Regions from separate parts of the Mus musculus genome. Here regions 1 and 2 are each linked to region 3. Evidence: chromatin contacts called from public promoter capture Hi-C data. All regions are on one chromosome and are shown on one strand. Each heading gives the region's core, a stretch centred on a gene start, on an enhancer-like site or on the middle of the called end of the contact. The rest is flanking DNA. Distances are from core to core; before and after follow the strand shown. Region 1 holds the start of Zfp787 (zinc finger protein 787). Region 2 holds the start of Zfp865 (zinc finger protein 865). Region 3 holds the start of Gpi1 (glucose-6-phosphate isomerase 1).

Region 1 (3,898 bases), core at 615-3,114, about 28 Mb before region 3:
TACAAGAGCCTTGTCAAGTTGGCCAGTGTCACCCACCAGCAGGCCTGGCCCATGGAAACCTTGAGAACAGCCCTCCAACCCACATCCCCACCAGTGAAATTCAATGCCCTGGGGTTAGTGGAGTTTGTAGTCTTGATGGACTGGGCATAGTCAGGGAACTGTAACAGTGTAACAATTAAGTAGTGGAAACAGCCTGGGAAAGGGGGAAGTGACACATCCAAGGTCACGGAACCATAAACGAGCCAAAATTGGAACTCAGGAGCTGGCTCCAGAGACTTTTTGAACTTTTGCCTGAAAGCAAAAGTATGAAAACCCTTGCTCTGGGTGTATCACTTTAACACCTCTATTGTGTCCTCGTGAGGAATGGCATGAAATTTCTTATCTATGGCTGCAGAACTTAGGAGCTGAAGCGAGGAATTGAGCTTCAGAGCTCGTGGGCAATATTCCCAGTAGCTGCAAATCATTCTTGAATTTCACCATGGGCCAAGCCTGAGGATATACCCTTCTCTGCTCAGATGGAGAACACATGAGATAAACCAAGTCAGAATCTAATGTGAAAGTTCTCTGGGCCATGGCAGCACAGCACTCAGTGACTCCAGAGAAGCAGGAGGGGAAAGTTACCTGCACTTGACCCAAGAGGCTTAAAGCTTTCCCCAGAGCAGAGGCCAGATCTCAGCTAGATTCTCAACAACGCCAAACATGGAGCCTGAATCAGAAATTAAGGGGTTGGGGGAACCCATCAGGTCTGCGTTTTTAATAACGACCTGGGCAATAACGCCTAAGGTCGTCCTGGGTCAGGTCTCAGCTCCTGCTTTCCAACCCCAGTTCATGTTCATTTTCCTATCCTGGTGTTAAGACAGGTGTCAGTTCACTCCCCACTCACTTCTTCGTCTGTGGATCACTTTTCCGACTGACCTTTTGTAAGTGCTGGGGCACACATTCCCGGGGCTTGGGGGTCACCCTATGACCTAACTCTTGTACAGATTGGAGGTGGAGGCGGGAGGTCTGCTAAGGGGCGGGGCTCCGCGCTGGACCCAGCCCTGTGTCCGCCCAGGGGAGGAAGGCAACAGTCCAGGCGGCCCAGGACGACCCACACGGTGCTGACCTTGGCCTGGCGCTTCCCCTCCCAGGACGTGTTTCCTGCCGCCGGTCAGCACGCGCGGGGGAAATAGATGAATGAGCCTCCCGCCACCTGCATCCCGTAATTACTCGCTGGATCAAAGGCCAGCGCATGGCCCCCGAGGCAGCAACGGGCCAGGCGACTCGATTTGAGGAAGGAGAGGACTTGGGAGAACTTGGGCCGAGACTGACCATGGGCCGCCGTTTCCGGTCAGCCCAATCCAGGCGGCGGGGTCTCTCCCCACATCAAGCCTCGCCCCCGCAACAAGTCCCTGGCACTTCCGGCCATGACCGGCTGCAAGTCCAGTCCGGGTGGCCCGGACCCCACCGGTTGGATAACCCAGGTGCCTGCCGGCCCAGCACTGCCGCCGGAGTAGCGCACGCGCATTGTCCCAGGCCGCGGCGCCAATCTCTCCCGCGCGCGCGCGCGAACTCCCCGGCCGCGCGCCCGCTCACGCCCACCCCCCCCACACACACCCCTAACACGACACGCACGCGCACTAGTCCGCTCTGCCGCGCTCGCCCTCCCGCCTCCCCACCCACCCCCGTCCGAAGCCCAGCTTCCCGACGCGCTCTCATCCCAGCCACTCGGCGCACGCCCCCCTGAGCCCGCGGCCGCCCTCACCTCCGCGGCCCCGGGGCCGTCACGCCGCACTCTTCCTCTCGCCTGCCTCGCGGATGGTGGCAGCGGCGGCAGCGGCGACTCAGACCCTGGGGTCAGGGGGACGGGCGCCCAGGCCGGAAGTGACCTTCCCGGCCGCTTCCGCTCGCGCCTCTCCCTCTCCTCCCCCTCCCAGGCCGCCACCGCTACCTCGCCACTCTAGGCAGAGGAGCTCCAGGACCCCTGACCGCTACCCCCTCCGGCTCTATGGTACGGAAAGGCGCCTCGGGACGCTACTTCCGGAATTATCTAGGACCCAGGTCCTCCGTTTTGCTCTATGGCGCCTCGCTCCGAGGGGCTCGGGCCCCGCCCCCTCCCCGGACAGAAGGCTGGGCTCGACCCGTTAGGCGCACACTTCCGGGTGTCGGGGCGGCCCCCAACCCAGCCTCGTCGCTCGCGCCTGCGCGGTGAGCTGCCCGCGGCGACGCTCCCACTACTCCAGTCCTCCTGTCGTCTCTATCATCGTAACCCCTTCCGCCCCGGGGCGCTTCCAGGCCAACGCCGGTCTCAAGAAAAAATTCGGTTCACGAGATCTGGAGTTTTTCCCCAAAATGTTTCCGCTCGAGCCTCCGGTGCGGGTTGCATTTTGGGACGACCTCATCTTGAAATCGGCCTGTTTTGCAGAGAACCAGAGGTCACATTACCTTACTAAGTGACATAGCAAGAATGACCTCGAACCTTCAGAGTAGGGCTCCAAATTAAGTGTTTATGACTTATTACTCTCCTAGAAGAAAGGTCCATCACAGTTTGGAGGATGCTGATGATGAAGAAAAGGAATGAAAGGACCCTCTACAGATATCTGCTTCCAAGGCACAATTTGAAACTTGAAAGTCAATGTCAGCTTCTCTGAGACAAATGGTATCATCATCACGTAACTACCTTTACAAAAGCAGGCGTCAGGTGCTGCTGACACTTGGACTAAGTAAGGGATGGACTTTTTAAACAAACTCCTCCTGCACCAGAGAAAATCCTGGGCAGCCTAAAGAAGCAAAGCCCACAGGCAAAACGATACATGACACCTGAGGACAAGCTAAGAAAATGGAAAGCATAGCCATCTCCTTAGCAAGGTGCTCCAGAAGTCTTTGCTCAGCAGACTGTTAAGGATGTGTAGAGAGTTAGAAAATTCAAGAGGAGGCCTATGCTGAGCCCTGTAATGGAAAATGTCCAAACTGCCTGTAATTCATGTTCAAGCGCTGGACTTCCGTGGTTAGATTAAAGATAAACCAGCCAGGACCTTTCAACGGGTGATAAAGATCACAGGCTGCTTGTAACTGATCAAAAGGCTAAAGGCGAACCCACAGCAGGGGTATTAAAATGGCCCCAAAGGTAAAGAGTAAACGGAGGACAGTAAAAAAAAAAAAAAAAAAAAAAATTAACTATCCCTTCCTGGCTCAAAGCTAACAAAACTAAAAGGCAAACTGGCAGCATCAGACACAGCCACGGTAGTTACTGTTCCATCCCGAGTCCTGGGCCACACAGAGGAATTCTTAGAATGCTAAACCAAGTAATCTGAAGATACATATTTTCTCCATGGTGAGCCTCAAAGGCTCAGGGGTACACACTCACCTAGTACCCACGAAACCCTAACGGGAACAGCTTTGTGCCACTTTCAGTGACAACTACAAGGAACCAAGGCTCTGGGCACCCCAGGCTTTCTCTTGTCTCTCCAAACTTTATCTTTTTTTGTTTTTGTTTTTGTTTAAACTCTAGTAAATGTGCAATTCTGTTTTGCCCCTCCTATCTCCTTATCTCCTTTCCCACTATGACTCCACCGTGATGCTCAGGGTGTACTCCTTCTCTAACTCCAGCCAGCTATCCTCAAGTCACTTTTTGTATCTGATTTGTGTGGGATTATTTTTTTTTCCATTTCTGGGGTTTGCAGGCACTGTGTGTGTGTGTGTGTGTGTGTGTGTGTGTCCATGCATGTGCATGTAAGGTCAGAGAACAGCTATCAGGAGTTGGTTGGTCCTCTTCTATCATGTGAGTCTTGGGAGTCTAACTCCGGTTGTCAAGCTTGGCAGCAAGTACACTCTACTACCTGAGCCATTTTCCTGGCCATAGCTATTGAATCTTGTAACTCTCTGAGTTCTATGATCCATATGAATTTTATGAGCTTGC
Region 2 (3,607 bases), core at 128-2,627, about 29 Mb before region 3:
GAGGGTCAAAGAAGTTTAGGCTTGGCTGGCAGAAAGCAATTTAGAGGGAATGAATGGTATTTAAATGAAGGGTGGGGCTTAAAGGAAATACTTTCAAAATGAAGCAGAGTTCAAGATTGTTGTTGTTAAGAGATCTTTTAATAGAGGCTTGCGAAGCTGAGCCTTCAATCCCAGCACTTGGGAGGCAGAGATAGGCGGATTTTTGAGTTCCAGGCCAGCCTGATCTACAGAGTGAGTTCCAGGACAGCCAGGGCTACACAGAGAAACCCTGTCTCGAAAAAACAAACAAACAAACAAAAACAAAACAAAAAGAAAAAAAAGAGGCCAAGGCTTAACTGTTAGACGTGACTGCCATTCAGGCCATGGAGAGGGAAGAAAAACAACAAGGGAGAGCTTGGATGCATAGAATTAGGCTTAGCTGTCTGTAGTGTAATGGGGCTGAATTAAGAAAGATTTATAGAGCTCTGAGTGGCTAAGTGTAAAGTGTGCCAAAGCTGTGGTTCTCATCTAAGAGTGCATCAGAAGTGTTTCAATTCAAATGGATTCCTAAGATCCATCCCAACGCTTTATATTCAGTAAGTCTGGGTTAAGAGTTAAAGAGCATTGAGCTAATTGATGCCAATGGTTGCTAACAACTAACTTTAAAGGAATGCTTTCAAGGTGCGAGGCAGGACTACATACAAGTCATTAAAGAGTCATCACTATAATCCCAGAATTCCTGAAGGCTCTGGTAGTATTGCTGCAAGTTTGAAGCCATTATAGCCTATACAAGAGTTCAAGGCCACCCTGAAGCCCGGCGTGGTGGCGCACGCCTTTAATCCCAGCACTTGGTATCCAATGGCAGGCGGATTTCTGAGTTCGAGACCAGTCTGGTCTACAAAGTGAGTTCCAGGACAGCCAGGGCTATACAGAGAAACCCTGTCTCGAAAAACCAAAAAAAAAAAAAAAAAAAAAAAAAAAGGAGTTCAAGGCCACCCTGACCACAGTGTGAGGAGGCTCTGTCTCAAAAGAAGAAATAAATCAAAAGGTTTAAAACAACAACAACACAAAAGAAAACCGATGTCCCTTATATGCAACAGGCTGTACAAAGCTTTTTTGTGTAAGGGGCAGGATTTAGAAGGGGGCGTGGCTTGTAGGTGTGACCCGTCTGAGAGGCTGGAGTTCCAAAAGTAGAGATTTGGAGCGAAGAAAGAATAGAACAAACTAATCGGAGGTGCAGAAAAAGGAATCCGACCGGCCTATAACGGGACGTTCAGAGATGGGCGTGGTCCAGCCTAGGAAGCGAGGCTTTGGCTTGAGACCCGAGTCTAGGGTGCGTCCTAACCGGAAGCCTGGAGCCTGTGGGTGGTGCCCTAAGAAGAAGCGGGCGCAATGGGCGCATGCGCACTAGGCCCCGTTCGCCCACCGGAAGCAGCCTTGGCTGTTCCCCTCCCGTGTCTAGTGCCGGCGTAATTTCCCTTACCCGTTCCTCCGCCACCATCCTCCACGCCGGCGCTTGGGGGAACGGGCGCGACTTCCGCTTCCGGGCAGGAGGCGCGGGGCTGGTGGGGAGTTGAGGGGGAAGGGGCGGCACTTCCGGTTGGGCCCTCGGGTCTCCCCGGAGCGGCGGCACCTCCTCCGCCTCCTCAGCCTCCTCCCGGCGGAGACCCCAGCGCCGGTGAGTGACTGGGTGTGCGGCCCGGGGACCCGGGTTCCTCGGGGGCGGGGGGCCTCGCCCTGCCCTGCCGCAGTCCCCAGAACGCACCCCCCCCCCAAGAATGTCAGTGCTTCACTGCCGGGCCCGAGGCAGGGGATCCCCAACCACTAGTCCCCTACAAGATCACTCCAGATATCTTACCCGTAGATGCCCCCTAATACCGTGGGATGGCTAACAGCTCGATTTCATTAGTAAAGAACCTCTCAAGTGCCAGGGCCCCCCACGAATCCTTTCCCTGCCGCCTCATCAGCTTCCTCCACGAGATCCTCTGCTTGCCACCGGCTTGGCTGTGCTTACAGGGTAGCTGCTCCTGAACCCTCTGTTCCTATCTACTGTAGGATTGCTTCCAGGGGGTGTAGCATTAGTACTTTGTGACTAGGGTTGCCCCCTACTATGTCTGACCACACACAACCCACTCCCCATGCCCTCTTTGTGGGTGCAAAAAATATTTTCTATTCTGGCCCATGCTAAAAGTGCGTTTTAAGGACCTTTTCCTGCAACTGACCCAAAAAGACCTCTTCAAATTCAACTCCCCCGCCCCCCCCCAGGGGGACAGCTCCCTCCAGAGTTTTTTAATACCATGGCCTTTTACCCGTTTAGGGAGAAACATCTGCCTGGTTAGCATCAGATTCTCATGAAACACTCCTGGCCCACTTCCCCCCCCTCCCCTCATCCTGGCTTCTGCAATCCCAGGACAATGCAAGTTAGCAGAGAATGTTCCTTCCCGGAGTATCAGCAGCTCTTGACCCCATCTTTGGCCAAGTCTCTTGACATTGTCCCCAAACTTCCTAGGAAAGACCTGGCTCTGCTTACATCTTTTCCCATAGGTTTTATTCTTCGCTGAATGAACACCGCCATTCTATACCCAGGCCTTGCAGTTTCAGAGAGGAGAGAGATGCAACGAGCCCTCATTTTACAGGGTGCTTACAGCCTAGTTGAGAGGCAGATCAGAAACAGTGCTGCTCTGTGGGTTTTCTGAGAGTCTGGTGAGCTACGATGTGAATGCTTAAACACAAGATTTAATCTTGCCATTCACAGATCTGGGGAACAGCTGATCCAGAGGTCCAGAGGTCATGGCGATGTGGTGTGGGAGAGTAGCAGTGAGTTTGGACCAGAATCAGAGAAGGCTTGATCCAAAAAAGCCTTGGCATAAATTGCCTGGCTTTTGGTCAGCGCTACCGAACTCATAAGATTCTTCCCGCATTCACTTGTTCCTTGTTCACACTTTCAACACCTGATTAATAAGCATCTACTTCATACAGAGAATAAAATGGGCAAAAATTCACATCGAGTGCTATGTTGAAGAGGCAGACATTAGAAATGAAGCTATGTGGGGGTGGGGGACATAGTTCAGTCAAGAAAGTGTTGTCCTGAATTCAGATTCTCAGCACTTACATAAACAAACAAACAAACAAACAAAACCTGGGCATGCTGGCACATGCCTGTAAGCCTGTAATGCCAGCACTGGGAAGACAGAGACAGGAGGATTCCTGGAGCTCACTGCCTAGCTCCAGATTCAATGAAAGACTGTCTCAAAGAAAGGAGGAAAGGAGGAGAACACAGTTGAGGCCACATGACACTGGCCTCTGGCCTCCACACCCTCACATGCAATCATACACCACACACAAAATGAGAACACCCGAGGACAGTTATAGGGGCTAGGATATCAAAAATACTACGTGTGGACTGTCTCACGCCATCTTGTTCCTCAGGTAAAGCCCAGAGCAGAGAGTTTGGTCCTAGACTGCTGTGGCCCACCACGGAGGCTGCTCTGACAGCTTCCTCGCCTTGCGGGTGGAATGAAGAAGAGTAGGAGCTGTGAACTTTACTAGCCTCACGCCTTCTTTCAGCCCGCTTGCCCCGCCTCATTGCTTCACTTATTCAGGAATACTTAGCAAGCAGCCAGCAAGA
Region 3 (3,792 bases), core at 532-3,031:
GTGACATGATTTTTCTTGTCACTAGAACAACCTGTAGCAAGGATCCATCAGAGTATCAAGGTTGAAGTTGTCCAAGAAAATGTCTCAGCCATGTCTCAGCCAGCCTTAAGCAAATCCCTCCCTTCAGGCTTGGGTTGTGCCCCTCCCTGGACACCAGGAACTGTGCCAATTTGATTGCCAAGTCCAGGCTGCCAGTCTCAGAGAAATCACACCCCAAAGCTCTGCAACCTCTCTTGCCCCCAAAGAAAAGCCTTTAGCACCTTCGTGAGGCAAAAGCATTGCTTAAGAGCAAGGGTGAAGACACAGGGCGATGCTGATAACGGTCGGCAAAGAGGAGGAAGAGGGGGGGGGGGCGGCGGGTGTAACTGCTTACCTCGGTGTAGTTGATCTTGGAACCACTGAACATGTTGTCCCGTGCAGCCTCCACGCCTCTGGACTTGGCCTAGGGAGAGAAGCCACTGCTGAGGTCTTGTATCCCATCCCCCATCCTCATCACCTATCACAAGTCCAGCCCCCCTCCCCCCCCACTCCCCCCCCCCCTTGAGGCTGACAGATGTTCTTCATAGACAGATTCCTTTTCCAGCATCTTCAAAGAGTCTGCTCAATCAGCAGGGGGCCTGGAGATCCCTGGGATACCAACTCCACACCGGGACCTAGAACCCAAAACAAAGCGCAGCCCCCACCCACAACCCAACCCAGAGATCACAACTCCCCAGTCAGAACATTACCAGCTCCACCAGCATCTGCATCACCTCCTTGTTCACAAGGTTCTTGGAGTAGTCCACCAGAATATGCCCATGGTTGGTGTTGAGGTTCAAGCTGCAGAAAGATGGAGACGCTGCTGGTCACACCCCAGCGGCAGTGCCTGGCCACAAAGGCTGACCTGTAGCAGTGTTAAGTAGTGTAGGAAGCCACGCCACAGAAAGAAGATGTAGACAGATCCTGGGCAGAACTTCCCCCTTCAAGCTCCACATCTCAAACTTACAAGGAAACACCCAGGGAGAGGTATCAGGGACGTCCAGTGAGGAACCACAGGTGGTCATCCCAGGTCCCTCGCCTCCTGGCATCAGTGACAAGGCACGAAGATGCATCACATGTACGATTTCTTCCACCCTCCCTTCTATTTCGCAGTCGCTCACAAGTCTCTCTGGCCTCTGCATCCTGCCTCCGCCGCTCTATTTTTACACCGTGGCTCCCAGGAAATCTCAGCCTTACCCACCCTGTCTGACCAAAGCCCACTAGGAGCAGGTGGGAGGGGACAGCTCTCTCGTGCCTGTCGAGCCAGCAGCGGCTGCTCCTCCTCATGGGTGGTTAGAAATCCCTACTCAAATGGCTGAGACTGAGAGGCGGGGGCGAAGGGATCCCCAAGGAGGAGCCGATTCCTCCTAATGACTAAGCAGCCTCGGCCCTCTGGCTAGCACGCGGGTCCCAAAACCCACTCCAAGGAGGCATCAAGGACAAAGTGCGGCCCCGGCCTGGGCCCTGCAGGGCTGCTGGGGGGGGGGGGGTCACGGGAGCCCCGACCCCGTGCGTGCACCTGAAGTTGTTGAAGCGCTCCGGATCCGCCTCAAAAAGTTCGCGCAGCTTGAGGTTGGCAGAGTTCGCGCGGTGCCACTCCAGGAGCTTCTGGAACTGCGGGTTCCGGGTGAGCGCAGCCATGGCGAGGGACCCGAGAGGTACACGGAGCAGGACGTGCTCGGAAGAGGAAGGAAAGAGGAGCGGCGGCGCGCGGCAAGTCGGTACCAGTGCGCGCAGCGGGCTTTATGGCGCAGGCGTCCGACCCCGCCCCGCCTCCGGCCCCGCCCCACCTCTGTCCTCCGCGTCCGCTAGGCGACCTTGCCGGCAGCTGTAGATCTGGGGGCCTCTGCTGGCCTCTCTGTAACACAAGTGTGGCCACTTGCGATGAACCTTGGCTGGCTTCTGTTCGGAAGTGACTTGAAGGGCAGAGGCGGAGTTTCTCGTGCCAGATCCGCTTGCTTCTTTCATTCATTCATGTATTCAATTCAGCAGAACTTTTTTTTTTTAAAGAATTTATTTACTATATGTAAGTACACTCTAGCTGTCTTCAGACACTCCAGAAGAAGGAGTCGGATCTCCTTACGGATGTGTTTGCTGGGATTTGAACTCAGGACCTTCGGAAGAGTAGTTGAGTGCTCTTACCGGCTGAGCCCAATTTAGCAGAACTTTATGGAATGCCTTCCTGGTTAGAGGTACTAAAGCAAGTGTTGTGGGTACGTAAGCCAAATAAGTAAATAGAATTTATGGGATTTCAGAGCTGGCAAGTGCTCCTGAGAAGAGGCAAACTGGATGAAGCCCCAGAGATGAAACTGTGGTTAAGAACACATAGTTCCCTTGCAGAGGACCTGAATTGGGTTCCCAGTACTCATAACTGCCTGTAACTCCCGCTGCAACCAATGGGAATACCAATGGCACTTGCATCCTTATGCTCATACCCACCCCACACATAATTAATGCTAAAATTATATACCCACCCCACACACATAATAAAAATTGTATGTCCACTCCCACACATAATTAATAAAATATCCACCACACAATAAAAATGAAATTATATGTATATATATTTAAAGGCAGGTTGGAAATAAGCATTTCCTTTAACTAAATGGTTAAGAAAAAAAAATTCACTCTTTATTATATTTGAGTAAAAGCATGAAGGGGAAGAAATGAGCCAGTTGGCTACCTGGAAGGAAAGTGTTCAGTCAAAGGGAAAAGACACTGCAAAGTCTGAGACAAGAGCACCCATAGATGTCCCACAAACAGCACCCATAGATGTCCCACAAACAGAAGACACATGTGGCTGGAGTGGAGCAGATTAGGGGAAGAAGTCATAGAGGTGACATTAGAGAAGGGAATTCACCCAGTGGCTTACAAATCATTGTGAGAATTTTGATTTCTGTTTAGAGATGAGGAGCCACTGAACAAGTCCACATGGAGCAGGGACTTTATCTGACACACTGCCTAATGGATCAGTTAGCTCAGTGAGCTAAAGCAGGTCCTGAGGGAGGGAGCTTCAGTCAAGCAGGAGGAGACGGACATAGAGGATGGAATGAGTGAGGGATCCATAATCGCCTAGAGAGAAAGGGCAAGATATGCACTTTAGGATCCAACTTCCTAGAAAAACTGGATTCTTATCCACAAGTCCGAGGGACAAGGGAGACTTCAAATGAGGACGAGTAGGTGAGGTGAAGTGTTTGCGGGGGACTGCGGGAAATATGTGTAAGTCTTGATACTTGCTAAGCTTCCCAAACAGTGCTGGACATCTAGCACTGGGGTGGCAGGCACTGGGGTGGCACTATAATCCCAGCATGAAGGGAGGAAAGGCAGGAAGATCGAGAGTTCAAGGCCAGGGTCAGCAACATAGGAATCTGAAGCCATCACGTCTAAAAAAAACCCAAAACACAGGAACTGAGAATTTTGTAAAGCATTTGCCTCAGAAGCATGCGAGGATACGGACACGTTTACTCTCCAGAGCCCATGGAAAAACCTGCACATGGTGGCCTTTTGCAATCTCAGTGCTAGAGAGGCAGAAACGGGAGGGTCCTAGGGTTCAATGGCCAGCCTGGCCTCAGGGGTGAGCTCCAGATCTCACCAACAGACCCTGACTCAAAAAAGAAGCTGAAATTTTTATAAAGTATGTTTTTAAAAGAGGGGCTGGCGAACCTTAAAAAAAAAAGCAAGGCAGCTGTAGCGCACACCACTAATCCAAGCACTCTGGAGGCAGAGGCAGGCAGATCTCTCTGAGTTCAGGGACAACCTGGTCTGCAAGAATGA

What was found. Promoter capture Hi-C pulls out the DNA fragments that hold promoters and counts their contacts.
Region 1: a contact with region 3 is called in a promoter capture Hi-C map of pre-B cells. The contact joins the promoter of Zfp787 here to the promoter of Gpi1 in region 3. A contact is called at or near these places in 3 of 39 promoter capture datasets (cranial neural crest, frontonasal cranial neural crest and pre-B cells).
Region 2: a contact with region 3 is called in a promoter capture Hi-C map of second pharyngeal arch cranial neural crest. The contact joins the promoter of Zfp865 here to the promoter of Gpi1 in region 3. A contact is called at or near these places in 3 of 39 promoter capture datasets (the C10 cell line, cranial neural crest and second pharyngeal arch cranial neural crest).

What each region holds. Positions count from the first base shown.
Region 1 is chr7:6,154,101-6,157,998 of GRCm38.p6, forward strand. It overlaps Zfp787 (zinc finger protein 787), which reads right to left and starts at 1,865. Exons shown (of 3, transcript NM_001013012.2): 1 at 1,745-1,865. It overlaps Gm36371 (a long non-coding RNA gene), which reads left to right and starts at 3,119. Exons shown (of 2, transcript XR_391130.2): 1 at 3,119-3,898.
Region 2 is chr7:5,018,999-5,022,605 of GRCm38.p6, forward strand. Zfp865 (zinc finger protein 865) reads left to right here and starts at 1,378. Exons shown (of 3, transcript NM_001290426.1): 1 at 1,378-1,657.
Region 3 is chr7:34,228,555-34,232,346 of GRCm38.p6, forward strand. Gpi1 (glucose-6-phosphate isomerase 1) reads right to left here and starts at 1,782. Exons shown (of 18, transcript NM_008155.4): 1 at 1,538-1,782; 2 at 729-819; 3 at 374-442. The coding sequence starts at 1,659. Gm12762 (a long non-coding RNA gene) reads right to left here. Exons shown (of 2, transcript XR_881947.3): 2 at 2,628-3,792.